Regions from separate parts of the Astyanax mexicanus genome. Here region 1 is linked to region 2. Evidence: chromatin contacts called from public Hi-C data. All regions are on one chromosome and are shown on one strand. Each heading gives the region's core, a stretch centred on a gene start, on an enhancer-like site or on the middle of the called end of the contact. The rest is flanking DNA. Distances are from core to core; before and after follow the strand shown.

Region 1 (3,696 bases), core at 886-3,385, 210 kb after region 2:
TTCCAGAGATTTTAAATTTGATACAATCAAAGAAACTTATCAACTCATCTTATTTATTTATATACACATGAATAAGTAAAACAAAGAATGAAGAGCCAATCACAGGAAAGATGGGGAGGACTCTGATGGATATTATACTATGTTAATATAAAGACTAAAATTATATTTAATAATTGCTAATTTTTATTCCTTATTTATGTATAATTATTTTCTTATAATTGACTGCATGTTACACAAGCTACAAAGGAGCACTTTGCCAAGTGGTTGCTGTCAATTATAAGAAAACAATTATACATAAATAAGGAATAAAAATTAGCAATTATTAAATATAATTTTTGTCTTTATATTAACATAACGATGTGATGTGAAACTGACTGGAGTGACCGGCAGAAGCTCGCACCTGATTGGTCCAAAAACTCCTACTTCTCTTAATTTAATGTGCCACAGTATGGTAACATTGTGGCAAACAACGCTTTGCATTTACAAACAAAATTTTTGTAAGAAAGAATAGCCGACAGAAAAGTTAAGCTGAGTTTTAAATGTGTCAGGCCACTGTTGAAGGACTGAAAGGCCAGTAGGATAATTGCCAGTGTGGGCAGAGCACTAGACACAATTATGCTAAGCTAACAGAAAGACAAGGCCTAAGGAATCCACAAGTAACATCATTTTTTAATTTCCGTAGAACTAAAAAGGACATTTTGATTGTTTAGCAACAGAATTAGGCCCTGCACAAGCATTTTAATATTTCCATGTATTTTTGATTCAGTTTTAAAACCAAAGTATAATACAGTTATCAGCATTTTTATTGACACTAGGGGTGCACTATATGAACATAAAAAGTGATATGTGGTAATGCTTTTTGGTATTTCAATTTTAATGTGGAATAGGATAAATTAGGATTATTAGTCAATAAATTGGTTTAAGTAGTTTTGCAAGTTTTTACTGTGGACCTCTATAAAAGCTCCCTCTGTTGCTGCATGCAGGAAATGCAATTGGAATTAACTGTTATTTTTACATTTTCAAAAAGATTATTAAAGCTCTTTCTAAAACTAGTATTACCTTAATTATAAAAATATATTTTATTGCACAGCCATAACAGACAGCTCAAAATTTATATGCACTAGTAAATATAATATTTCCACCAGCATAACTAGTTAACTATCTCACGATTACAAACTTACGACACGCATTCAAAGCCAGCCTTTGTACCAGTGTGTATTTTTGGTTGTCACTACTGACTTGCTAGTATGCTAATATTGAATTCATTAACCTGGAAAATCTGCACTAATATTAGTATAGCATTTATTAGTTTTACCTTACAGCATTAGTGTGTAGTAAGCAGTTGTGTAGTAAGGATGTTGCTTATGTATTAATTGCAAAACTGTTTAATTCGCAAAAGGGCTGAGTTATCATGCCTCCATCAAAAAACTGATTGGTTCAGAAAATAATAATAATAATTTAAAGGTGCTTTCACATCTACATTGTTTGGTGTAAATCAAAATAGCAGGTGTGAAAAGTACTTCAAGCTACAGTTCAGACCATAGAACCAAAGACATTAAAGGAGACGTTCTCATTGTGGATCAACTGAACCATGGTTTGGTTTATTTGCTGTGTGAACACTTTTAAGAGGGTGTTTTACACTTTGGTCAGCTGTTGTTTGATTAAAACGATTGTTGTGTTTGCTTCTGGAGCGATTGCTCGCAAATGCTTCCTAACACACCCCACAGCAGGGTAAACCTGCAGCAGAAGATGCCATGCCTGCCAATGCACTTGTATAAGACAGAAAGCCCAGGATTAACTCAAAATAAGTTTAAAGTATGTCAGGCCACTTCTGGAGGACTGAAAGCTACACTCATTTATGCTGAGTGTGTTATTATTGCCAATGTGGGCTAAGCCCAGGCAGAAATATGCAAAGCTAACAGTTTGAAAGCAAACTAAGTTTTTAAGTGTGTTAAATGTTTAGTGTTTAGTAACAGGATTAGGCCTGAGCTCTTATGACTCCTATCGTGACCACAGCTTTGTTTGATTGTTTCATGCAGAAAGATGGCTAGTGCCTCCATGGTGACGGTGAGTCGTGCTGGGGTTTTGTTGCCCCCTCTCCTGCTCTTTGCCCGTTGTCATGGCTAACTTGGTGGGCTCCCCCTTAGTGAGTCCCCCCCTGTGATTCCACAGAGCGGCATTTAAAATGGACCCCCTGTGGAGGTCCTAGGCCCCCTTTGCCCCCTCTCCCATTCCCCGTCTCATCTGAACTGGCCCTACTAAAAATGAGCGCGCTCCTGGGGGCCGCTTTCAAAGCGCTTGTGGCGCGCCGGAGGGGGGCGCCGTAGGCTCGGTGGGGCGAGAGCTCACCACCACGGCGCTCTTTTCTCCACAAGAGGTACAAAGGGGGGAAATGGGCCACATTACAAGCGCCTTAAGGGTCAAGGACAACCAAGGCGTGAATGGGTTGAAAAACGTGCATTGTTAAATCACATAGCAAGCGATTACACCCTCTGTCATCTCTCGGATTTGCGTTTTTATGTGTGTGCATGTGTGAGTGTGTGTGGGTGTGTTTGTTTTTCTCTCCTCCCTTCACAACACAGAAAAGGCTTAGAAAACGGCTGCTAGACGTGGATGTAATTAATTAAGACACAAGAGAAAAGAGGCGTGAACTATAAATGTGGTGATCCTGTTTGGAAATCACTTCTGTCTGCTATTTTAAGGGGGATTTAATAAGTTCCACACAGGCTGCTAAAATGGCATGATGTTTAAAATAGGACCCACATCTAAGAAATGTAAATGTACCAAAAATGACTCATTCATATGATTGCAGTAGGCAAGCATACTGTTGTTATTATTTTTTGTCTCTCTAAAATCTGACGCAAATTTTTAGATAACTATTCCTATTGATGAGTTTTCTTACCATAAGCAAAACCAAAACTCTCCCATAGGAATGCATTAGAATGATTATTTTTTAAACAACAATTCAACCTTCTTTAGACATCACATTTTTTAAAACTACATTCTGCTCATAGAATCATATAACTAATAGATTAGTTTTATTCTTTATGCTTAAAAGCATCCAAACAAAACAAGTATTCAGTATATTTTTTACCAAACATTCAAACTTCTCTAGACAGTAAAGTTTAATGCCTGCTTTAAGAACTGATCTATTGAACATTTTGCGTAAAATCACTAAGCATATATTTCCATAGGAATTAATGACAAGATGTTTAGCTATTCTACACACTAGCTTAGAGAGAACACACATGGCCCACTTTCCCTTTATTGCTCTCCAGGCTCTACTGTCTGTGCATGGAAGAGCTTTTGAACCAAACATCTTTTGTAAAGAGCAAAAGCTTGGCCCCTTTCATTTTAGCCATCCCACCAACAACACCTTAGCAACAAAAAGCTGTATAACAGTAACACTGCTAAGCTTACAATTACACTTGCAGTTTCTGCAGCAACTGTTCTCTCTAGATTTAATTGTGTGTATATGTGTTCCTTTCTATTTTGTGAAGTCAACAGTAGCAGCACAGGTGCAGACAGGCCGGCAGGCAGGCTATGTGGTTTGAAGTATTGTGAAGTATGTGAAACTGCAAGTCACTTGCCAGCAGCTGGCCTTAATATAAGCTATTTCACTCAAGCACATGGGGATGTTTTGAGATTTATGGCTGCACAGTTTTAATGCCACCCTGATATTCCCATGGACGTAAA
Region 2 (4,051 bases), core at 275-2,774:
GCGCTGTGATGCTACTCAGCAACGCTACATAAGCAGCAGTTTGAAAAGAGGCGGAGGCTGACTTTACACATATCGGAGGAGACGTGCTAGTGTTCACCCTCCTGGTGTTGGGGCATCAGTAGTGATGGGGGGGGAGTTGTAATGAGTGGCTTCGGAAATAATTTAGAGACCACTTCAGTCTCTGAGTTTTGCTATTTATCGGTATATCTTTGAGTAAAATGAACATTGCTGTTTTATTCTATAAACATTTATCTGCAGAAAAAAAAGATGCAGAGCTTTCAGACCTCAAATAATGCAAAGAAAACAAGTTCATATTCATAAAGTTTTAAGAGTTCAGAAATCAATGTTTGGTGGAATAACCCTGGCTTTTAATCACAGTTTTCGTGCATCTTGGCCTGTTCTCCTCCACCAGTCTTACATACTGCTTTTGGATAACTTTATTCAGCTTGGTTTGATGGCTTGTGATCACCCATCTCTTCCTCTTGATTATATTCCAGAGGTTTTGAATTTGGTAAAATCAAAGAAACTCATCATGTTTAGGAGGTCTCAGAATAAAACCATAGATAAAACAAGAATTTAGGTCATTTTAACTGACTAGCTAACTATCAAACAATGTAACACAGATTTAACCCAGTTAACAACCTCGTTAGTAGTCAGCTTGATAAACTAGCTCTTACATATGTAGTCAGGTTAACTGGTTAGCTAGCTTGCTAGCTAACAGGTGTTGTTCAGATTAGCCTAAACTCAGCCTCAGCCCACCTGCTGTAGCTATAGTAACAGGACCTGTAGCTGTTTAGACTAGACCTTGATTTACAGCTCAGCTCTGCTCCACTGCTTTGGCCTTAATCTTCTCTGAATGCTGGCGGTTTAGCCTTAGCAGCAGGTCTCCAGGCTGTCTCTCAGACACTCAGGTGAAGAGGACTGAACCGTTAGCTAGCTAACCGCTAGCTATGTTAACCCGGGTTAGATTAGCTATGTTATGTTTGTGTTTGTCCCCGCAGACCGCCCTCTTCTCTTACCCGGAGAGTAGAGTTTGGCCAGCTGGCGGGCCCCGGCGTGCTGCGGTCCCCAGCGAGGCGCGCTGCTGCGGGCGGCCGCTCCGTGCTCGTTGCCGTTCGGATCCTCCTCAGCCATGGAGCGCTGCCTGATCTCCGACTCCGACAGCAACGCCGCCGCCATTCTCCCCAGCCCTTTCAGCTATACTGCATGAAACCGCGGAGTCGTGGGAGCGGAGTGTGAGCCGGACTCTGTGTATGTGTGTGTGAGTTGAGGCTGTGTTACAGGGCCACTCCTCTGCTCTCAGTGAGGCTCTCAGTGAGGGTGACCAGCCTGGTCCAGCCCAGCAGACCTTAGCTATAGACACACACCCGGAACTGATACAGGTCCGCTCCGCACCAACAGATGCCTATTTTACCTCGTTTACCTCAATCTTATTCAAAAACGAAGCGAAAACCATTAAAACGCACGCCCTCGCTGTTAAATTTGCACACTGTTGAGCAGCTAAGGGAATATTTAGGGAAAGTTTGTCTCATCTAGCGGGTCTGGTGACTTCTAGAGTTTAGGGAGTGTCGTAAAAGTGTCAAATTCATTGAGACGTGTTAAACAAATCGACAGTATTATTCTAAATAAACTAAATATCATTATATGTCTATATTTACTGCATTTTCTTTTAAATTAATGTGTATTTACATTCATATAATCGTCTGTAGTGTAGTCTAGTGCAATAAAGCTCTCCACATTTTTTTCTCATTTTTGCGTTGTAAGTACCACGCTGATGATCCCTGGAGTGCGTGGCGCGCGCGTGTGTGTGAGTAGTTTGTGATGGTGTCTGAAGCTATGAAGCTGAGTTTGAAAACCACAGCATGAATTGCAACAGTACATATTTATGCCGTTTTATTCTAGTCAAAACTAATGCTTGTAAAATTATACAGTTCCTGATACTGGCAGAATGTGTGTAATGCGTTAATAGTAATCATTATTAAGTGTAGGAAATCATTTTCATGATTTTTTTCATGATTTTATTACTCATTTGAAGCCATTTATTTGTTAAACTTAGCTCCTTCTGAATTTAAGATAATAATATTTTATAGACCTTTAATTATTATTATTTAAACACAATTTAATTTCATTTGGGTGTCCTGAATTATAAATTAATAAACTTCCAGTCCTAGTTATTCATACCGGTGGTGAATAGGACAGATCTAAAAAATATATAAATATTAACTAAATGAGATGGCTGTTCTGAGATAAAGAAACATCATTTATTGTGTATATGTAGAGTGATGTGAGTCAAAATAGAAGTCAAAGAAACATATTTATGACTTTAGCATTGTCACCATAAAGCTACACTGCCTGGCAAAAAAAAGGTACCACCAAAAAAAAGTCACACGCTCTAATATTTTGTTGGACGACTTTAGCTTTAATTTGCAGCACGCATTCACTGTGGCATTGTTTTGATAAGCTTCTGCAATTTCAAAAGATTTATTTCAATCCAGTGTTGCATTAATTTTTCACCAAGATCTTGCAGCATTGATGATGGTAGAGTCTGACTGCTGCACAAAGTCTTCTCCAGCACATCCCAAAGATTCTCAATGTGGTTAAGGTCTGGACTCTATGGTCCCAATCCATGTGAAAAAATGATGATCTCATGCTCCCTGAACCACTCTTTCACAATTCCAGCCCCATGAATCCTGACATTTTCATCTTGGATTATACCTGTGCCATCAGGGAAGAAAAAATCCATTGATGGAATAACCTGGTCTATATTCAGTATATTCAGGTAGTCAGCTGACCTCATTCTTTCAGCACATACTGTTGGTGCACCTAGATCTGACCAACTGCAGCAACGGCAGATCATTTGCTTATTTAAATCCAGGCAGCGACTTTTTTTGGCAGTGTATGTAGTTGGCTGTTTCATGGGATGGATACAAATGTGTTGCCAGATTTGTTGGTGTATTTTAGTTTTACTATTATGAATATCGGATATTAAAACTTAGTAGATATCATTTGATTCACTTTTTATTCTAAATAGTAAATAAAATAGCTATATTTGTACACATAGTACACATTCCTTATTCCTGTCACCAACTCCACAGTAAAAACGAAGCTTGTATATACCTCTGCAAAGAACCGATTTGTTTCCGTTTTATAGGCCCCTGAGGTCTCATGATGACTAAATGAGGAACTTCAGGTCAAAGCCGAAAAACAAGAGTAGGTCCCGTGTTCCTAAAACCTCAGTGTTTTTTTTTTTTTTTTTTAAACAACATTAATATAAAAAACAGATATAGGACAGTAGTATAATGCCTGTCCTGAGGGTGCATTGTATCCCAGTTCTGTATAGCCAAAATTTAAAATGTATCCAGATACCTCTTCTTATTAGTAAGCTGGCTGACACATTGATCACAGAATGTAAGCTCTGGACCAGTCTATGTTCTGGACACATGTTCTTAATCTCAGGATGCCCAGTGCCAGGTCTCATCTAGAGGATTTTAAAGCCCTGCTGTGTTGAGCAGGGCTTTGCATTGCATTGTCATATCCCTCCCAATGCAGTTGGTCAGGTCTAGGTTCAGCAACATTATGTGCTGTAAGAATGAGGTCAGCTGACAACCTGAATATACTGAACATAGACCAGGTTATTCCATCAATGGATTTTTTCTTCCCTGATGGCACGGGCATATTTCAAAGATAATAATGCCAGGATTCATGGGGCTGAAATTGTGAAAGAGTGGTTCAGGGAGCATGAGATCATCATTTTTACAAATGGATTATCCACCACAGAGTCTTTGGGATGTGCTGGGGAATGACTTGTGCAGCGGTCAGACTCTACCATCATCAATGCTGCAAGATCTTGGTGAAAAATTTATGCAACTCTGGATTGAAATAAATCTTGTGACATTGCAGAAGCTGATCAAAACAATGCCACAGTGAATGTGTGCCGCAATCAAAGCTAATAGCAGTGACCTTTTTCATTTGGTGGTGACTTTTTGGCTAGGCAATGTATTAAGGCAGTTACTTTGTCTATTTTGGCATGAACAAACAAGAAAAACAAATT

What was found. Hi-C and Micro-C count contacts between places; a contact is called where the count stands out from the background.
Region 1: a contact with region 2 is called in a Hi-C map of muscle, with 16 times the contacts expected there. The contact joins the enhancer-like site here to the promoter of si:ch211-212o1.2 in region 2. A contact is called at or near these places in 2 of 3 Hi-C or Micro-C datasets (both in muscle).

Annotation. Positions count from the first base shown.
Region 1 is chr9:22,955,531-22,959,226 of AstMex3_surface, forward strand. All of the region lies in intron 1 of znf423 (zinc finger protein 423), which reads right to left. Among protein-coding and RNA genes, the nearest start is that of znf423, 9.0 kb to the right of the region's middle. Within about 2 kb of position 2,136, the one cell type or tissue checked has an H3K27ac peak away from gene starts, as active enhancers do.
Region 2 is chr9:22,749,910-22,753,960 of AstMex3_surface, forward strand. It overlaps si:ch211-212o1.2 (TMEM189_B_dmain domain-containing protein), which reads right to left and starts at 1,525. Exons shown (of 6, transcript XM_007249191.4): 1 at 1,020-1,525. The coding sequence starts at 1,179.